2 separate regions of the Mus musculus genome follow, and region 2 is linked to region 1. Evidence: chromatin contacts called from public HiChIP or PLAC-seq data. All regions are on one chromosome and are shown on one strand. The core of a region is the stretch at or near the end of the contact, and the rest is flanking DNA. Distances in the headings are between cores, read along the strand shown.

Region 1 (7,216 bases), core at 3,466-5,965:
GAAGGCTGTGTTCAAACTTAGCACAAGTTTAACTACCAAGAACACAAGACATGATTTCCTGTGCTTTTTTTTTTTCTTCTGGTTTTTAAAAGAGTTCCAGAAAAGTTTCCTCTACAAAACTGAGACCAAAATGGTAAAAGATGCAAATGTGGTAGCCTTGCTTTGAGCCATCATCTGCACACAGCACAAGGCCATCCACAGCCACAGCAAGGTGTTCAAGGCCTAAGGCCTGCAGATCCATCAGCAGACAGGACCATTCCCTGCAGGACCAAGATGATATAGGCTCTGAGAGGGAAGGAAGCATTTCTCCCTTGATCCTGTGTGACAACCCTGTCACTCTGCTTGTCTCAGTAGATGGGAGGATAGGTACATGATAGGTGAAGGGATGGATGGATAAGTAGATGGATGGGTGGATGGTGGGTGGGTGAGTGGGTGGGTAGTGAGTGGGTGGGTAGAGAGATAAGTAGATGAATGGGTGGGTGGTTGTGAACAGATGGTAGGGAGATGAATAGGTAAGTGAATGAATATGTAGATGGGTCAATGGATAAACAATGATATGTGTGGGTGGGTGGAGGACAGGTGGCTGGTGGGATACATGCAAATGGAAGGGAAGATGAACAGGTGGTGGGTGAGCAGACAGATGCTGGGGTAGGTGGGTGGATGTGTCAGTAGATAAGAGAGTGGATGGATGGATGGATGGATGGATGGATGGATGGATGGATAGTTGGATGGATGGGTGGATGGATAGATGGAGGGAGGGAGGGAGGGAGGGATGGAATGATGGATGGATGGATGGAATGATGGATGGATGGATGGATGGATGGATGGATGGATAGTTGGATGGATAGATGGATGGATGGATGGATGGATGGATGGAGGGAGGGAGGGAGGGAGGGATGGATAGAGGATGGGTGGATATTTGAGTGGATGAATAGATGCATTATCAAGTGGATAAATGAATGGGTGGATGAATAGATAGATGTTTGGGTGGATAAGTGCTAAGTGAATTCAAGAGCAAGTGACAGGTGGATTGATCGGTGGATGGATGGAGTCACAAGAGTACTAGACCCTTTATCATCCACCTGGCTCTGGGCTGCAGGCCTGAAGATACACCAGGGAACACAAATGGAAGGAGTCTTGCCTTCCTTGAGTGTACTATAGAGGAGCCTCCCTTTGTACTGAGCTCCCACAGTGCAAAGGGAGTTGTTTATTTTATTCTGGAGGTTGGCAGAGGAGTCTGAAGGAGGAAGCTGTCAACCAGCTTACGAGGGAAGGAAGCAGATTCCAGGCAGAGGAAGTGGTGGGTGCACTGGCTCTGAGATCACTGGAAGGGTGTGTGGATCCTGAGAAAAGCGAAAGGAAGCTGTCGTGGCTGAGGTGGCAGGAAGGAGAAGCTGCTCAGAGAGAAACCAGGCTGGGGATCCAGAGTGTCGCAGGCGTGTCATCTCTGGACCTTTGGGAAAACTGTTCAGGTTGACTTTCTGAAGAGCATTCTTAAAAAATAGAAAATAAAAGTAAAGTATGTAGGAACTGCTGGAGACCCCAGGAACTGGGGGGGACCCGTGGGGGTCACAAAGATGTCTCAGCCTGTATCCCCTGGCAGAGCACATGTTCCTGAGCCCTGAACTGTCCCATTGTTATTGGCCTTTGGACTTGGAGAATCCTCTGTGAACAGGGGGAACAATTTCCTGGGAGACCAAGACCAGCACCCATAAAAAATCCACCTGTGTAGTGTGCCTGACATCCCAGCAGCTTGTGGTTTTATTTTATTTTATTTTTAATTTATTTATTTTGAGACAGGGTCTCACTGTGTAGCCCTGGCTGTCCTCAAAGTCATTATGTAGACCAGGCTGGCCTCTAACTCTGAGAGACTTGCCTGCCTCTGCCTCCTGAATGCTGTGATTAAAGGCATGCATCTCCATGTCTGGTCTCAGTATCCTCCGTTAAACAGGAGGAAAAGACTACAGAGTCCCAGCTGGGGGGAGCCTCTGTAGGACACCTCAAAATAGTCAAGGCTATGCAAGCCAGGCAGTCTGAAGGAGTCACAGTCAAAGAGATGTGACTACCCTAGGATATGGGATCATGATGGGTCCCAAGATAGGTAAAAGGGAGAGGAGACATTTAATAAATACCAGAAAAGTGTGGGATTTCATTAACAAAAGTGTGCTAAGGTTGGTTAGTTCCCTGCAGGGGTTATCCGTGTCAGGAGCAGAGGCCACCCCGGGCTGGGTCCATCATGGCTTGAGTTGAGTGGTGGGAGATTCTATTCACGATATGTGGTCCTGGACTTTAGCCTCTAATTTCCAGAAAAACACAGAGGCGGAGACTTAGCTGTCAACTGTCACTCCAGCAAGCAACTTTGTAACAAGGTCATCTCCTCCAAGCAACAAGGAGTCCAATGTTTGTTGTAACCCTCAGGTTGTAACCTTCGTGGGCTCTGCAGTGAACCTCTGTGAGGACAGCAATGGTGGATAAGGAGACTGGCTTCAGACAACACCACCAATCAGCCCTGAGCAAGTCGTTATGACCCTGCTGTTCCTCTGCTTCCTTGGTGTCAACAGAGACAACCATCTCAGGACATTATTGAGCGGCTAAAGGAGGTGAACCAGGATGGCAAAGCAGCCCATGATAAGGGTCTCGTGGACAAGACAACACAGCGGCCAAAAAAAAAATCCCCACTCTTTTCTGATATGAACTAAGCATTCCAGGAAGTCCACCCAGCACCCATCCAGGAATGCTCGAGGTGTGAGGTTGGTCTAGTTCTGCTCCAGAACACTAGGTTCTGTATCAGTGTCTGAAACAGACCTGCAAGAGAGCTGGGTGACACCCAACCTCTCCCGGCTAGGTGGTCTCTCGGACTCACCTTGCTTCATATGCCTCACCCTTTTGCTCTATCCATGACATATAGGAGAGTCCCACATCACAGGAGGCCAAGCAAGGTAAGAAGAAGGAGTTTCCCGTGTGATGCAGTAAAGATGGAGACTCAAGGCTGGAGAGTCCTCGTACCTGTTCATTGGCTAAGAAGGGCTGGAAGAACCTCCCAGAAGCCCAGTGGAGCCTTCCCTTGTATTCCCTGGATGTTATCCAGTCACAGACCCTTCTGGAAGAACCATTGCCTCAGAGATGTCAAGGCCCATAGCTGGGTGAGAATGGGACCCTCCCCTGAAACACACAGAGGGAGACAGAGTGCCTGACACAGTTAGGGTTCTGTGGTAAGGAACCTGTCAGGCTGCTGACCTCCCATCTTCCACTAAGCACTGGGCCACCTCATGACCACTACAAGCGGCTCTGCCATTTATAGCTCACCTCTGGGTCTTAATTTCTCTATCTGAATAGTGAGAGTGATGTTCTTGAAGTGGAGGGAGATGGGATGGGGGTTCCACCACCTGTCACAGAGTCTTCCTGATCATGACTGAGGTGACCTGCCCCTGGACGTGGCTGAGGCATGCAACTCATGGGTGAGGGGACCTGCCCTGGATATCACTGGGGCCACTCAGGATCGTGGGTAGAATCCAGCATGCTGGAATGGATCGCTGTCCCCACCGGGTTGTCTTCTAGTCCAGAAGACACTCGAGGCACTGTAATCCACCTGGAGAATGATTTCAAGGGATCAGCACATGGGTCACACTTAGCAGAGAGGGTGACCATATGTTCTAGAACCTTCAAGTCCCATCAGACCCAGCGGCTCCTCGCTTACACATCCACATCCATTTCACTGGACAAACATCTCTGGCCTGCTCTGTGGTGAGCGAGACAAGCCATCATCTGAAGCTTTGCCTTCGGGAAGCCCCTCTTTAAAAGTGTCATTCTCCTCCCACACCTAAGGCGATCTGTGTCCTATGGCGTCATTTACATCTCTCAGTGGCAACCGGTCCTTTAAGGTCAAGCTTGAGAAACGGGGGGGGGGGGGGGGGGTAAGAATTTTCTTTAAAAAGGTCTTTGCCGGCCCGGCCCGTGGTTTTGAGTGGAAACAAGTTCTTGGCTGTGACACCATCGTGGTCGGAGCTCACACCCTGAGAAAGGAAACATGGCCTCAAACTTGACAATAAGAAAGACCCTAGAACAAGAAGACCAAAGCAGGCAGCAGCCCCCTCCCTCTCCGCTCCGCTCTGCTCCAAAACTTCTGCCACAGTCAGGGCAGGAACACAGGGAAAATCTTTCCACAGAAGCCCACCTCTGGGCCAGCCCCAGGTGGCTGAAAGCCCAGCAGGACAGAAGACAGATGCCAGTATGGACGGCAGGCTGGCAGAAGGAAGTGGCTTTCTCAGCCGGCTGCCTCGGGGAAAGAGCAGAAACTTAACCAAGAATAATACAGGGCTATTTTCAACCTTGGGGTTTCCACCCCAGTGTCCCCAAGTACTGGGGGGCAGTGTGGCTCCCATGTGAGAAGGACAGGATGCTGATGAAAGAGAGACAGCTGGGAGGAAGTTGAGTCCGGAGAAAAGGGGATGATGTGACCCGCCATCCAACCCAGGATCCCTAACTCCCATCCCGGGAGTCCTGGGTTTCTCCTCTGAAGGTCAACATTCTGTGTCACTGTCCTATGGCTGTGGACAGTGCTGTAGCAGTGACTTAAAAACAGCACACACCCGTTCCCTGACAGTCCCCAAGGTCAGGACTACAGATTGGGGTGGTGGTTCCTTCTAGAACCTCCTGTGTTTCCCTGCCAGTCCTCAGCTTCAAGAGTCATCTCAGCCCAACTAAATCCTGTCCTGCCGTGTCACGTGTCTTCTCTGGCTCTGACCCACGTGTCCCTTCTTCATAGTTCTGACTCAACCCTGTGACACTGGCTTGCATGGATAATCAAGAAGACTCTCCCATCATCAGATGTTTGACTTGTTCTCAGAGGCCTTGGCAAGAGTCACTTTATTCTGGCCTCGGGATCTCTACCCTGCATTGACCAATGCCCCGCTCATGGCACTAGAGGCTGAGAGACCCTTGCAGAAGCCACGGACAGGAAGGAAAAGGGGATCCAGGGTGGCTGAGACACTGGTTTTTCTCCCCCAAAGCTGGCTAAGGACCTGCTAAGGGGATACCTCCCATGTCCCTTTTGGGGTTTGGGCAATTTTTTAAGTTTTTTTTCTATATACTTCAGACAAAAGCAAAGTAGGGGATAGTAGGGATAGCCCTCAGCACAAAGTAGGGGATAGTAGGGATAGCCCTCAGCACAAAGGTATGACCCATAATGCCAACATATATTGAGTTCAGTCCCAATCTGCAACACAGCTCCAAGCCAGGGTCACTCAGAGCTCAGTCCTCCACTTGCACATGCTAACGGGATGGGGGGGCAGGACAGGAGGACCCTGCTCACCGGGCAGCATCCACGAAAGCCTATTCCCTTCCCCAAACCTCACCACAAGGGATCCTAGAGCCCAGATTCTGCCCTTCCTTCCCTCTCCCGCCCCTTCCCCTCCCACCGCATAGGAAAGGCTAAACCAAAAGCACACTATTTTGATGTCCTCTAAGGGATGCTCACAGCGACTCCTCCTGCAGGATGTGCGAGTCCGTAGGACTGCCTAAAGCAACATGGGATCACCTTCATGAGGGGATCTCAAGTCTCTCCGAAGCCCTGAGCCAACCACTGATCCCTTCTTCCCATCACAGGGCTCCCGGTGGGTGGATCACAGGCAACGCCTCACTGGCCTGTCCCACCACCTGCCGTGAGCATCAAAACCAAGTTTGAGGTCAGCCTGGAATATAGATTAAGATTCTTTCTCAGAAACAAACAAACAAAATAATAATAGTAAAAGAGAAAGCTACAGAACTCCAGGCTCTGGTCCGGAAGGGAAGCCAGGATCGGGGAGTCAGCAAGGCAGCCCTTCCACTAGGCTAGCACAGACTCTGTGTAAGGAACCTAATGAGAGAAGTTTAATAAATTCATTACTGTTTACAATGGAAGGCTCAGAAATGACCACATTAATATCATATTCAATTAAATCGGTGTCCATAAATAAAGGGAAAACATATAACTCTGCACAGTCATACGTTTCTTTATCACTCCAAACAATTGAGTGCTAATTCCACTATTGTTGCAGCTTGGTTTCTTGAGACAGTGTTTCACTGTGTAGCCCAGCATGGTCTGGAACTCACCATCCTCCTGCCTCAGCTTCTGGAATGCTTGGCTTACAGGAGTGCACCACCACACCCTATTAACAATTACATTATTGACATAGTTGATTGACACACACACACACACACACACACACACACACTTACTTAACCATTGGCGTTGTAGCGTGTCAGCAAGGACTATTTAATATTTATAGTTCAGCTCTCTAATCACTCCTGGCTTAATTACAGATGAGTGGTAAACAGAAATACGGTTATTTTGGGTATTTTCTGAGCGGCAGGCTCTGCTCTGTGCTCTTCGGGCCTGTTAAGCCTCTTTGTGTGTGGTATCAAATCCCTCTCGATGGTGAGGGAAATGGGAGACAGAAGCATGATGAGTGGAACCCTAGCCTGTCCTCTGGCCACACAATCAACCCTTGTCTTTCACCGGCCCAGCCAATACCTCACACAGCAGGCACCCCAGGGCACTTGCCTCACCCCACCCTGCTCTTCCCTCGATGTCTCTAGGGTCCTTGTCTTCTGTGACTGGTATGAAGGGAAGCAGAAAGTTTGTTCTGCTCAGGTGGACCTTGCAGACATTAGGGAACTAAGTAGCCACTCAGAGTCATGTTAACACACACTAACCTAATAAGGGTTTTATATGATCCCAAGAGTGGTGGTTAGGTAGCTGGCCTTTCCTTCAGGACCAAACAGTCTCCACCCAGAGAAAGTCACATTCCTTTGAGGACCCAAGTCCTGTCCCAGGAGGCCCCAGCCTTCAGAGATGCCAAATTCCCTCCCGCACTTCAGGGAGACAGCATCCACTCTTGGCCCAGAGGTTGAACTCTGAGAGACACAAACAGGACTGGATTCACTTTGCACATCCAGAGAGGAGCTGTTTATACACAAGACCCCCGTTGGAGCCCTCTGAAGCCAACGGGACTCCCTGCAGAAATGGCTGCTTTACTTTGCTCTGCAGTCAGCTGTCCTCTGGGCCAAGGATCTTGCAGAAGCTCTAACTGCACTCCCGGAACAAGGGAGGCCTCACTCAAGCCAAACATGGCCCTCTCCCGCACTTTCCACATGGGTAAGCTGGGACTAACTGGCCCTGTCTCTGAGATCCCATGAGAGCAGAGACAGTGCACACTGCCTCAGAGACAGCAGAACT
Region 2 (7,477 bases), core at 4,731-7,230, 680 kb before region 1:
GGTCAGGCCTGGTGTGTGGAGCCAGGGATTATGATGTGTAGGTGGGAGGGAGGGAGGTCAGCCCTTGGAGGTGGGAGGGGTCCCTTTTCTGGGGTTGGCATCCAGGCATGGCCCTGTAGGGCAAAGGGCTACCCCAGCTTTGTGCAACCTGCCTAATTGCCCATTTAACCTTTGTGGAGCTTAATCAAGGATGTTTAGTCTGAGTAGGCTATACTAGACCCACAGGTCAGGCCGGTGGTGGCCTCTCCGAAGCCCAGGCGGCCCAGGCAGGGCGGCCGAAGTGTTCCTCAGGGGAGGAGCTCCAGCTTCTCTCAGCCCTGCTGGGTGTGGGCACCGGAAGGCGCTGGAGATGGGGGCTGGAGGGAAGGTGCTTGCTGGGGTCAGGGCACGGTGCCACAGGGTGGAGGGAGATGTGGGCCACAGAGCTGCTTGCATGTTTGCGGGCGGGGACGGCTCACTCACATAACACTTGGCCACAGAGCCAGCATGTTGTTCTCCTGCCCTTCCTTGCTCTGTTAGGAGGGGGTCAGAGCAGGCGTGAGTTCCCACCCTCCTGGCAGGTGCACGTGACCCCCGTCACCAGGACGGGCCGGCCAGCTTGCACGTGGAGGTAGATCTGTGGTAGGGGGAGATCCTCTAGGGTCCGGTCCCCAGCTCTGAAAAAAAGTCATATGTCATTTTGGATGCTAGCGATCCTGGAGCTCCGGAAGTGGAAAGAGGCCGGTCCCTGGGGTTTGAGGGCCAGGTCCATGGAGTCCCTGTCTCAAAACACAAGGCAGAGCTGGAGATGGCCCAGCTGTGGCTCAGAGGTTAATAGCGCTTGCTTCTCTTGGAGAAGACCTAGGTTCGGTACCCGGTACCCATGTTAGACAGAAAGCTCACCACTGCCTGTGACTCCAGATCTACGGGGAATCAGATGCCCTCTTTAGGACTCGAGGGGCACCGCGCTCCCGTGTGCAAACCTACATACACATAACTCAAAATAAAGGTTTTAGAGACAAAAACAGAGTGACTGTCTGAGGAAATACACTGAAGGGTGATCTCTGCCCTCCACACGCCTAGGCACACACGCACACAGTGAAGGCTGAAGGCACAAGTTTGTCTCAATAATGTCCTCCAGTGGAACTCTCCAAAGAAGCAAGTGTAGGAGAAGCAAGTGAAAACTCTGACTTGGGGTGCAGATGGGGGACAGGTAAGTCAGGACTTACCTGACTCTTTGCCTATGAGCACAGCGTAGGCCTCCTCCAGCCCTGGACCGTCACACGTGGCTGTTGCTATGGGCTTTGAAGCTCTGACTCATTCAGCCATCTTTATCCTCTTCCAGGAATCTACTCTGCCAAGTTCTCATGTTGGAGAAACAAGGGGCGCTTGGCGCCTCCTCCCCCGCCACCAGCTCTGGGATGCAAGTGCTTCTCCCTGCTCACAACAACCTGCTTGGCACCCCCAACTTTCTCTACCACAGTTTATTATTATTATTTTAAATTTTTTACTGAGGGGAAACATTGTGCGGTTCCAGCATCCCCCAGTCATTTCTATGCCCAGGGTGTCCTGAGCTGGCCTTGGGCTGTGACTCACAGGCTGCAGAGGCGCCAGGCCCACAGGGATGGGTGGATGACAGGTCTTCCCCGGTTCTCTCCAAGCCAACACAACTGGCTGGTGCATCCGTCAGCACGGCCCAAGAAGAGAGGCATCAATCAGGGAGCAGTTGGTGGCTTTGTCTTACACAGCGAATAGACAGATCCAAACCATGACGGCGATTTTGAGAGGGAATTTATGTAATCCTGGCAATTTAGACATTAAGGTTTCAAAGCTTAGATGCACCCAAAATAAACATATACATATATTCCACCACATACAAAATAACAACCCTGCGCCACAAATGACTTTTTTGAGTCTGTCCCTTCCTGCCTGTAGAGGAACAGGTGGAAGTGGCCTGGCAGAGGAGGCCAAGCAGGCTCCCCACTGCCCCTCACTTGGCTCCAAAGCAAGGTTCTGGTGCCCTGGCAGCAATGGGAGGCACCAAAGTGCTCCAGGAATCTCCAGGTCTGGATGTGTGTGTGTGTGTCTGTGTGTGTGTGTGTGTCTGTGTGTGTGTGTGTGTCTGTGTGTGTGTGTGTCTGTGTGTGTGTGTGTCTGTGTGTCTCTGTGTGTGTGTGTGTCTGTGTGTGTGTGTGTCTGTGTGTGTATGTGTCTGTGTGTGTGTGTGTCTGTGTGTCTGTGTCTCTGTGTGTGTGTGTCTGTGTGTATGTGTGTGTCTCAGCCTCTAGAGATTGTGAGGGCAGAGATTTCAGGGATCTAGGAAGCAGTCTGTTGGGAACAATAGTCAGAGGCTAAGTATCTCTCCAGCTCAGTCACTACCAAGCTTCCAGCAACAGCAAGTACTTCCCTGTGCAATAGCATCTGCCCCTGGACTCATCTCAAGCCAGCAGGAGCTGGGCTCCACACATGGCCGACATACATTTCTTTACATCTCTAGGGTGCAAAGAAGACCCCCGTTAAACCAACCAAGGGTGAGCAGTCTTTGTTCAGGCCCTTGGGACCCACTGCTGAGGCTCTGCCCTGAGGGAGAGCCAAGATGTTTTTTTTTGGGGGGGGAGGAGTGTCTTTTTTTTTTTTTTTTTTTTTTGAGACAGGGTTTCTCTGTGTAGCCCTGGCTGTCCTGGAAATCACTTTGTAGACCAGGCTGGCCTCGAACTCAGAAATCTGCCTGCCTCTACCTCCCAAGTGCTGGGATTAAAGGCGTGCGCCACCACCACCCGGCTGAGGGGTGTCTTCTTGAGAGAAGGCTGAGACCAGGGGACATTGGCCTACAGCCGTTACCCTGAGTAGTGGGACAGGTATCGGAAAGAGTCCTGGGGTAGGAGCAGTGGTAGGCCTGGCTTTGTCCCAGTTGTGCCCACTATGCCCTCGGGGAACTTGGAGATGATGGTGCTAGACAGATGAGAATCATGGTCACCTGCAGTTTGATGTTAATGTGGCACTGTCCTGGAAGCTGAAGGCGTTTGATCTGTCATAAAAATCTGTTTTAAGGGCACCAAGGGAAGTGTTCTCACAGGCCCAGAAGAGGAGATTTAACACAGGGGATTGGTTGTTCCCAAACTGTGGGAGTGCTGGGGGCGGGGCTTGGGAGTGCTTCCGGAGTTCAGGAGTTTGATGTGACAGGAGCTTTGGGAACTGTGCCGCTGGTAGCACCAGCCTAGAGCTCTGGGGCAGGTGGGTCCTGCTGGAGTCAACGAGTCTGTTCCCTGGGGCTGGAGAGGCAATGCTATTGGCCAGTCCTCTCTCTGCGTGAATGACTCTCACCGATGGAGTCTACTCCAGAATGCTCCAGATGGCAGAGGATTCTGGGAAATGTGTTCCCAGGCTTCCAGCTGCCATCGTAATAGGATGGGTGCTGAGTCTCCTTCAACTCTGACCCCGAGCATAAGTCTGTGTCACAGGGCGCCACTCAGGGGACCAGAACTTTCAGGGCCTTACACAGATCACAGCAGTGTGGGAACAAAGGCAGTCCTCCTGAAGACCTGAGTCATCTGGCATGCATGGGACTGCCCCTCTCCTCCTTGAAGCAGCTCAATTCTGGGTCTCACCTCTCACCTCTGTCATGCTGTCCCAGCATGGGAAAGCTGTTGGTGGCTACTTCACACACACACACACACACACACACTAATACACACACATATACACACTAATACACACATACATACACTCACATACACACATATACACACTCACATACACTTTCACACACATGCACTCACACATACACACACTCACATACACACATACACACACAAATACACACACATATACACACTAATACACACATACACATACTCACACTAATACACACACATATACACACTAATACACACATACACATAGTCACACACATACATACACTCACATACACACATATACACACTCACATACACTTTCACACACATGCACTCACACATACACACACTCACATACACACATACACACACAAATACACACACATATACACACTAATACACACATACACATACTCACACACATACATACACTCACATACACACATATACACACTCACATACACTTTCACACACATGCACTCACACATACACACACTCACATACACACATACACACACACATTCACATACACACGTACATACACACATACACATATACACACACTCACATACACACACTCAATACACACATACACACACTCACATATACACTTACACACACATGCACTCACATATACTCACACACATACACACACTCACACACATACACTCACACACACATATGCACACATACATACACACACATGTACACATGCATATACAACCCACTCACACACACACGTACACACATACACACTCGAGCACACACACACACACACACACACACACACACACACACACACACACTTCTTATTTATCCCTCGCCCCTGCAGCTCTTCCCGTGCCCCTGCCTGCTCCTCTGGCTTCTTTCTTGCTTCTATTTGGTCTCCCTTTAAAGTAACTTTTCCCTAAATAGATTTTTTTTTTTCAGACTTTGAGCTTCACCATCCAGAAAGCAGCATTCTTTAAAAAGATCATAAAAATACATGCCCACCAGAAAAAAAAAAGCCTGGGAAATAGAGACTCTGGGAGAAGACAGAAGCCTGGCCTGACCCCACACAGAACAACAGCGGTAGCTACATGCATAGAAATGCAGGATCATGTTGGCGCATCAATGGAAGTCAGGGCACCTCACAGCTGCTGGGGTGGCGTCTCTCTTTGTTGCAATCACAAGCAGTTGGGTTGACTTGCGAGTTCCCAAGAGGAACCCTGGGAAACCTGTCTTGAGTTAAACAGCCCCAGGCTCTGTCCTGCCTTGGAGAAGAGTGTTTGGAAGCTGTGCTGGTCAAAGTGTAACCGGAGCCCTCAAAGGGTTCCATCTCCCCAGCCCAGCTTCAAGCTGACCACTGCATTGCCTGGCGTGGAAAGAAGCCTGGTTGTCTAGGGACTGAGGACTCCTTGCTGATTCCATACCCCAGTGCCTGATGGGTCTTAATGACACAAGGTTAGTAAGACGATGGGCTATGACCATCTTCTTACTGTGAAAACCAACCTAAGGTACAGAGGTTAGTCACACAGCTAGGAAATGGTGATGTTGCAGTCTCTGCCCCCCCCCCCCCATTTTGTCATTGTATATGTATAGATGTTTTGCTTGCATGAATGTCTGTGTATCATGCGCATGCCTGGTGCCCAGAGAGGCCTGAAGAGGGAGTGGAATTTCCTAGAATTGGAGTTATAGCCGGTTGTGAGCTGCCGTGTGGCTGCTGGGGATTGAATCCAGGTCCTCTAGAAGAGCAGCCAGTGCTCTTAACTGCTAAGCCATTGTTTCAGTCCCGTGTTTACCTTTTTCTAAAAAAAAAAAAATATGTGTATTCACACACACACACATATATATATATATATATATTCCCTTGAGACATATACATACATACTCACACACATATACTCACACACATATACTTACATACATATATATGCACACACACACACAAGGGAATATATATATATTCCCTTGACATGTGGGGTTCCGGGTTCTCTTCACTCAAAGTTGCGAAGCCTTCACAACCCTAGAGTGTTTCAGCGAAGCTTGAACTAAGGAGTTCTCACCCATCTCTCCTTCCCATCTGAGGCAAATGTGATCTCCCAGACTCCATGGGCTTGCCCGTCCTGGACACTGTCCAGAAGGGGAATACAATAGGTATGGCCTTCAGTCACCAAAGCTGTGTTTGTGGCTTCTCAGCATCACGGGCCTGCCTCTGGTTGCTCTTCACAGGGCTTTCGTGAAGATAAAAGAAGCTCTTTCTCAGAATAGTTCCTTGGGTAGGATAGAATCTGTGAGAAATAGTTTGCCTGGTTGCCCTGCTGTTGAGCACACAGAGCAAGACCCAGCCACACGGGACCACCAAGACGACACGGACCGTTAGCTCCTGCTTACCACAGACTTCTGGAACAAAATTCTGGGTGGAGCCCAAAGCTACCCAGGGGACACTGGCAACTAACTTCTAGGAACCTCAGTTCCCAAGGGATGTGGCGAGGCAGCTTGGGCCTTTTGCTCCAGACTGAGCTGCCCACAGACACAAGGGCTGTGTGAGGTGCGATCCCCTTGGTCTGCTTCATCCAGCTTCCATGGGGCCTTCCACTGCAGGGCTCAGAAACTGAGCTCCGCCCTCCAGGTCCAGTGCCTCAGTTTTCCCCAAGGAGCTGCAGACTCTTAATGCCCAAGGGGGATTTCCAAACACAAGAGCTCTCACGGTGACATGGTTGCACGTTGACTTCCTGTCCTCTCATTACTGAGACTGCCCTGAAGTATGTCCCTCAGCTGGAGCCACTCTCATCTCTGGTCTGAGCCTAAATTGCAGGTTGAGCCAGTGGCCATCACTGGGGTCTGGTCGTAAGACAGTGTGTCTGAGAAGGCTGAGCCTGTGGCTCCTCTCCTGAAAGATCCACCCTCCACTGGAGAACCTTCGGCAAGTCTTTCATGGGTCAGACTGGTTTGTTTCCAGCCCCCTCTCCTTCCTCTCCACCAGGCAGTCGGGGGCATATGGTCCTTCCAGCCTCTTCAGCAAAAGGAGTTCAGGGAGCAGCCAGCCAGCTGCCTTGATGATGGGAGTCGGTTAGATTGCAGGGGCAGTGGGCTTCTGGAAGGTGTTGATTTAGAACATGTGTGGGCAGACCCAGAAGTCATCTCCCAGCCTCATGTCACTCTGGTGGCTGCTGACTTTGCTGTGGTCACTCCACCTAAACAGCACCTTATTTTGGGGATCAGTGCACACCGGGAAGAGCAGAGCTGAGCTCCCTGCACCCCGTTCCTCCTGTGCTGATGGACAGACCCAGGGGTAGGAATAGAGTCAGTCTTAACTGCCATGTAGCAACTGCCCTGTCAAGTGGCTGGGAATGGTGATGCAAACCAGGGCATGGTTTAATCTCCACTTTATGCAGGATGGTCTGCGCCATGCCTGGTCACCTGCCAGTGACCACGCTGGGGCATTTGTCCATTCTGGCTTGCACCAGGGCTCATGACTTTGCAGTTTTCCAGGTCACACCCTGAGAAGTGCTGGCAGAGTGAGCACGTACTGGTAGGGGGCAGGGTGAGGCCCAAAGGCTATGGGGGACATCCATGGGCCAGCCAGAGGGAGCCACTTCACACACACACCCTGACCTGGCCTGTGGGGCTCCTGTGCACACCCGAGCCCAGCCCTTGGCAAGCTGTGGGGAACACATGTGTGGAGACTCAGCCCAACCTTCCTGCTGGGCCCCAGCAGGCATGGAAAGGCCTTGTTTTTGGAAGCTGTAGACTCTGGCCTCCCTGGGGCATGGTGGAGCCTGAGTGACAGACAGTGGCATGTCGGCTCAGGCTCTTCCTCAGGGCCCAAGGAAACATTTCCTCTGTCATGAGTGTACTAAAAATGTATATGTGTGTGAGTG

The links. HiChIP or PLAC-seq counts read pairs in DNA pulled down with a chosen protein or histone mark.
Region 2: an SMC1A HiChIP or PLAC-seq map of large pre-B cells shows a contact between it and region 1, with 3 times the contacts expected there. The contact joins two enhancer-like sites.

The regions. Positions count from the first base shown.
Region 1 is chr8:120,757,555-120,764,770 of GRCm38.p6, reverse strand. No RefSeq gene overlaps it. Among named protein-coding and RNA genes, the nearest start is that of Gm39266, 9.0 kb to the left of the region's middle. Within about 2 kb of position 4,715, at least 35 of the 459 cell types and tissues checked have an H3K27ac peak or open chromatin away from gene starts, as enhancers often do.
Region 2 is chr8:121,439,219-121,446,695 of GRCm38.p6, reverse strand. No RefSeq gene overlaps it. Among named protein-coding and RNA genes, the nearest start is that of Gm26747, 24 kb to the right of the region's middle. Within about 2 kb of position 5,980, at least 24 of the 459 cell types and tissues checked have an H3K27ac peak or open chromatin away from gene starts, as enhancers often do.